2 separate regions of the Capsicum annuum genome follow, and region 2 is linked to region 1. A link is a contact called in public Hi-C data. All regions are on one chromosome and are shown on one strand. The core of a region is the stretch at or near the end of the contact, and the rest is flanking DNA. Distances in the headings are between cores, read along the strand shown. Region 1 holds the start of LOC107856620 (TPR repeat-containing thioredoxin TTL1). Region 2 holds the start of LOC107854728 (phosphoenolpyruvate carboxylase).

Region 1 (2,958 bases), core at 19-2,518:
TTCAGGAGCAAATCCAGGCATACATATAATATCGAGAATTTTTCTCTAACATATCTTATAATCATAATAAGTGTGTGAAAATAGTATCACTTTTAATAATAATTATCATATTGTCCCACCACGCTTATATTCGTACATTCAATCACTTGTCTCTTTTAGACATATTATGCACTGCTACCACATTCACTTCAGAGAATGGAGCATATTCAATGGGACATGTCTCATAGTCTTTCAGAAAAAACACATTATTTTACCTTAGCCATCATAATGTCATTAATATAGTACTTTGAGATCCAATCTTAATGTCTTAGCCATATAAAGGCGTCTTAGGTTATAAATCGATGGGACATGAATCCAACATCTCATCATGGTGCATTAAAACTTTTAACCTAATGTCTTAACCTTTTAATGAGATAAGACTTAAATCATCATCATAATTTTTAATAATATTGTTCGTCATGAACAAATTTAAAGCATCATTGGTTTCAAACCAATTATTTTTTCTCAAATTCAATAATAATTATATCATTAGTAGCAAAAGACACGAATAACATAAGGAGTTACTAACCTTGCAATTACCTTTAGATTTATAATCTCACCTTGTTTGACAGAGTCTCATGCTGATAACGCGTTATGAAATATAAAGCAAATATAAGAAGAATAGAGAGAGAAGAGAGGAGATTTCTTTATTTCTTATAAGGATTCTTGAGGAGTCTCTCTTGATAAATTAATTACAATAAAGGAAACCTCCTTTACAAGGGAAAACTAACTTTAACATTTTTAACTTTTTTATAAATAGACATACATTATATATGATAAAGTAAAGTAGACATTCACTATGGTAATATATTTATAACATTACCAAAAATTTAAAAAAAGATTAGTGATTCTAGCAAGTAGTAGAAACGGTTTTAATAAGTTAAAAAAGTAATTTCTTTCTAAAAGTAATTATTTAAAGAATATTATTCCTTCGTTTAAAAAAGAATGACCTACTTTCTATTTTAATCTGTTTAAAAAAGAATGATCCTTTTTCTTTTTTGGTAATATTTTAATTTTAACTTTTCAAATGACATGTTTAGGACCACAAGATGAAAAGACATTTTGATATATTTTACATAATTTTAATTTAAGACCATAAAATTCAAAAGTCTCTTTATTTTTTTAAATTTTGTACAAAGTCAAAGTAAATTATTCTTCATGAAACGGAGGGAGTAATAAGTTTTTTTTTTTTAATTACTTTTCGAACAAGTAATTTTGAAAATAAGCGGAGCGAAAGTCAAGGAAGAGATTTTCTTCGTCCCTACCCCTTCCCCTCCTCTGTAAAAGTGAGAGAAAAATTTCTTAAAACTCGCTTCTATTTCTATCTGTCCGTCATTTGCCGACCCCTCGCATTCATTCTTTGCTTCTTCCTTTTATATATCAAGAGATTCCCCCTTTTTCTCCTTTTTTTTTTTTTTTTCTTTCTCTTCCTTCTTTCTTCATCTCTTCTACTTAAAACTCAGCTCAAGCCAAAACACATCCCCCTTACTCATATACAGTGGCCAATACAAAGGAAGTGTAACAATTGTGGGTCCATGTCGAGGAACTCTATGAGTAACAACAACAATGGCACCACCACCGACATTGACAAACCCGATTTCAGAGAACTGGATCTAGGTTCTTTAACCCGACCAAATGTATTTACCAATTCTACAAGTACTAGCTCCAGTTCATCCGGATCAATCTCCGGTTACAATGTTCCTAAATCCAATGACCTTTCCAGTTCAGTTGACAGCAGTTCACGCCGGTTTAAGCCGGGGCATACTCGGTCAAGGTCTGACTCTTATCCGTTAATCTCCTCGGGGAGTAGTAGTTGTAGTAGAAGTTCAGTATACTCCTCTGCTATATATTCATTTCCTACTGGGAACATCTGCCCTTCGGGCAAAATTTTGAAAGCAGCAGTTCCTGTTAAGTCTACTAAAACTGATATATTTGGGTCGAGAATTGGGAACTATGGCCACGGAAGTATAATTCGTGGCGGTATTGGGGCTGATGGAGGAGGAGCTGCCAATGCCAATGCTGGGAAGGAAAAAAGTTATTTACAGAATCCGGAAGAGTTGAAGAGAATAGGAAATGAGAGTTATAAGAAGGGTGATTTTCCCGAGGCTTTAAGCTTTTATGAAAAAGCTATTGCGATTTCGCCTGGAAATGCTGCGTACCATTGTAATCGAGCAGCTGCATTGATGGGTATGAAACGGGTTGTGGAGGCTGTGAAGGAATGTGAGGAAGCTATTAGGCTGGATCCTTCCTACATTCGGGCACATCAACGGTTAGGATCTTTGCTACTTAGGTAAGTGTACTAATGTCGAAATCTTTGAATCTATATGTATGTTTCAATGTTCATTATCGGTGGTGGATCCAGAATTTCAGTAAGGTGGTTTGAAGAATGTATATGTTGGAATATTAATTGTCATATATCTAGTGGTTGATCCAGAATTTTCAGTAATGGTTTCGAAAAATAAGAATATAGTGCTTGAGATTTGAACCCCTAAAACACCGAGCCAATCTCTAGCCCTGTGTTAGGGATTCAAAATCTATATATGTACATTAAAATTACCTTATACACCGTGTAATTTTTTTGTGGTGGGTGAACACCCTCTTGCCCCTCTAATTCCGCTCCTACATATGTCTTACCAACAACAACAACTACATACCTAGTGAAATCCCACAAGTGGGTTCTGGGGAGGGTTGATTGTAGGCAGAACTTCCCAATACCTCGTGGAGGCAGAGAGGCTGTTTCCAAGAGAACATATGTAGCTTTTATGTGGGGTTATGGTTAAATGTGTAGATTTGGATTCACATAGCTAAAATGATTTTTCAATAATATCGAACTCCCTTAGCTGATGCATTGTGTGTCCATTACCCAACCAAATCTCAAACTGGGATCTACAGATGTGGTTGACTGATCTTTAGTGCTGC
Region 2 (3,161 bases), core at 609-3,108, 580 kb after region 1:
AATCAAAGACTTTTTGAAGTATATCTCAATTATTCAATCATCTGAAACAACTATTTGGTCAACACAAAGTTTAGGATCTCAGACACCATACACATGTGAATTTCATCCACTAACACAATCATATGAAGTCCACTACAAAATACCATCACTAAGTATTACACATTCTTTAGACTCAAGTATTTGTAGTCAACTCAGTCAGCAAGTATATCTTGATTAATTCAAGGATTTGAAAGAACTACTTGGTCAACACAATTTTAGGATCTCAAGACACCATACACATGTGAATTTCGTCCACTAACACAGTAAAACTACTGAAGCATATGAAGACCAGTATCTAAATACCATCTATAAGTATAAAACACACTTTATACTCAAGAATTGTGTAAACTGAGTCAGAAACAGACATTAAAAATTTAATCTTTTTATTACTTTTTTTTTTTGAAAAATGACAAAAAAATCTAATCTTTCCATTCCCTTTTTTGATAAGTGACATAAAAATTCGATCTTTTCACTCCTTTTTTTGATGAGTGACACAAAAATTCAATACATAAAAATTCAATCTTTTCACTCCTTTTTGTGATGAGTGACATAAAAATTCAATCTTTAGCTTCAAGCACTAAACCAGATTAAAGTGAAAAAGAAAACAACACCCCCTTAGTCACCAAAAGACCAAAATCACTGAACTTCAACAAGGGTACACAACATCAAAAACTACAACTTTGGAATATAATTCACAATTGGCTAATCAATCACAGGTTAAATACAAATTTGGCAGCAAATTAACATCTATTGGGAAATGCATACTGTTTCCTTGAGATCCTCTCCATGCAAATCTTGAAGAATATCAAGAAACCTATCCAAAAGCAAAGCATCATACTCAATAAGCTTATCATCTTCAGAAACTTTTCCAGGCACCAATTGTCTCAACTGTGCATCAATAGATGCCAGTTTCTCCAAATTACGAGTCCCCATTTTTCACCCTGCAACAAATGAACTTTACATAAAAATCATCAAAATTATGACCACACAAAAGTACAAAAACCAGGGACCATAGAATAAAAATACCCCAGTTGGCGACTAGTTTAAATTCTTGTTTTATTTGTAATTAAATGATTTCCAAAAAAGTAGTCTCATACATTAAAACTCCCGTTATTGTAAAATTCAGAAAAGGCAGTCATAAAGAAATGAACCTGCTAACTCAACCTCAAAAGCTAGCTCACGAGAGGACCTTTAACCCACCGATGTGTGACTCCAATACCCGCACATTCAGGGCTTGATATCTTAAGTGTGAACAATATAAAATGAGGGGCCCAACATCGGAAATGTGGGACTCCAACATCCCGCACACCCAGAGCTGAACATCTGAAGCGTGAATAATATAAGATGGGCAACATCGAAAAGAATGAGCTGGGTGGACGTAACTCTTAAAGAAATGAACCCTAGCTAATGAGGTGAGATTGCCAAGACTATATAAAGAAACCAAGAACCCACCGATATAGGACTTCAACACACAGACCCCAATGGCCTTTATATACAATCTGACTTTTACTTTTTTACGAGCTATTGGTGATTTGAATTCGTTATTTCCTAATTACATCACAACAATTTCATAATTTACTGTAATGTTTTACCAACTTAGAAAATAAAAAAAGAACTGAAGTTTGAGTATGGTAAGGGAGTACAACATAAATTCTGATGTGGATTACCTCAAAATTTGGTGTGTCAGAGTACAAAACAATGCGAAGTGGTGGAGGAAGTTGAGGGAGTTGTGTAATGTGTAGACACTGAACAGGCTAGCTATATATAGGAAAAAACACAGAGCTTTCTCTTTCTTAAATTTACAACTGTATACTGTGGACTATTTGGCTGGTAACAAGTTATACAAGATTAATTATTTTAAAATGAAAAATTTTTAAAAACAGCAAAGTCTGATGCAAAATCCTTTTTCATAATCACACTTTATAATATTATCATATAGCTTCTATATGTATTTGATTCGCAATTATTGTATTCATTTTTACTCAATAATATGTATTCTTATAAAACATAAATATATTAACCATATTTTATATTTTATAATTTTTTAACAAAAAATATAAGAGAAAACTCCAAACTCACTTTATCACTTAAACTTAACTTCCGTTTTGTTTATCCCTCTTAACATTTTAAAGTATATTAGTTTCATCCTTTGAAATTGAATACCACTCTCACAACGGAGAGTGTGCACACACGCCGACAAATCAGCGCCACGCACTGCCACGTCGGAGCCACGCAAGAAAATTATTTTTTTAAAATAATTTCATATATATATATATTAAAAAATATTTTTTCACATACATTCCCACCTACCCGCCCACCCTCCACTCTCACCCATCCTGCCGTCATCTGTCATCTTCAACATTACCCATATATGGGTTCTTCATTTTTGGGTCTCAAATTTCAACATAAACTAGCTAAATTCATATCAATCAAACTCAAATTTCAACTACAACTTCACAACATCATTAGAAAATCTCAATAATCAATTAGGAATCAACCATAAATTCAATAAACTCATTTTTTTTTTATCTTCAAGCTTTTTTAAAGGTTCAATAATGGTGGATACAAAATTAAACTAATAAAATTCATACCAATCAAATTCAAATTTTAGATACAACTTTACAACATCATCAGAAAACTTCAATAATCAATTTCGACATCAATCTCATCTTGAATTCGTCGAACTCATTTTTTTTTTATCTTCAAGCTTCAACAATGGCGGATACAAAATTAAACAAGCAAAATTCATACCAATCAAACTCAAAATTCAAGTACAACTTCACATCATCATCGGAAAACTTCAATAATCAATTTGAAATCAACCATGAATTTGACACTCATTTTTTTTTGTTTTCAAGCTTTTAAAAGGTTCGATAATGGTGGATACAAAAGGCAATCTCATAAATCCAACAACAGATTTCTTAAAAATTTACATAAGTAATTTAGTTCAACAATTATGTATTGAAAGACTTTCTTTTCCAAAATTATTTTCTAACCCATTAAAATTCATAACTTTTCACACATATTTTTTTCTTTCTTGAAGAAATTAATAAAGATAATAGAAGTGAGGATGCAAAGTTAGAAGAAGGAGAAAGGGAATTGGGGTGGGGTGTAAGAAGAAA

The links. Hi-C and Micro-C count contacts between places; a contact is called where the count stands out from the background.
Region 2: a Hi-C map of bud shows a contact between it and region 1, with 2.5 times the contacts expected there. The contact joins the promoter of LOC107854728 here to the promoter of LOC107856620 in region 1. A contact is called at or near these places in 2 of 5 Hi-C or Micro-C datasets (bud and leaf).

What each region holds. Positions count from the first base shown.
Region 1 is chr9:174,208,917-174,211,874 of UCD10Xv1.1, forward strand. LOC107856620 (TPR repeat-containing thioredoxin TTL1) reads left to right here and starts at 1,269. Exons shown (of 7, transcript XM_016701612.2): 1 at 1,269-2,329. The coding sequence starts at 1,575.
Region 2 is chr9:174,793,181-174,796,341 of UCD10Xv1.1, forward strand. LOC107854728 (phosphoenolpyruvate carboxylase) reads right to left here and starts at 1,859. Exons shown (of 11, transcript XM_047397093.1): 1 at 1,707-1,859; 2 at 805-980. The coding sequence starts at 972.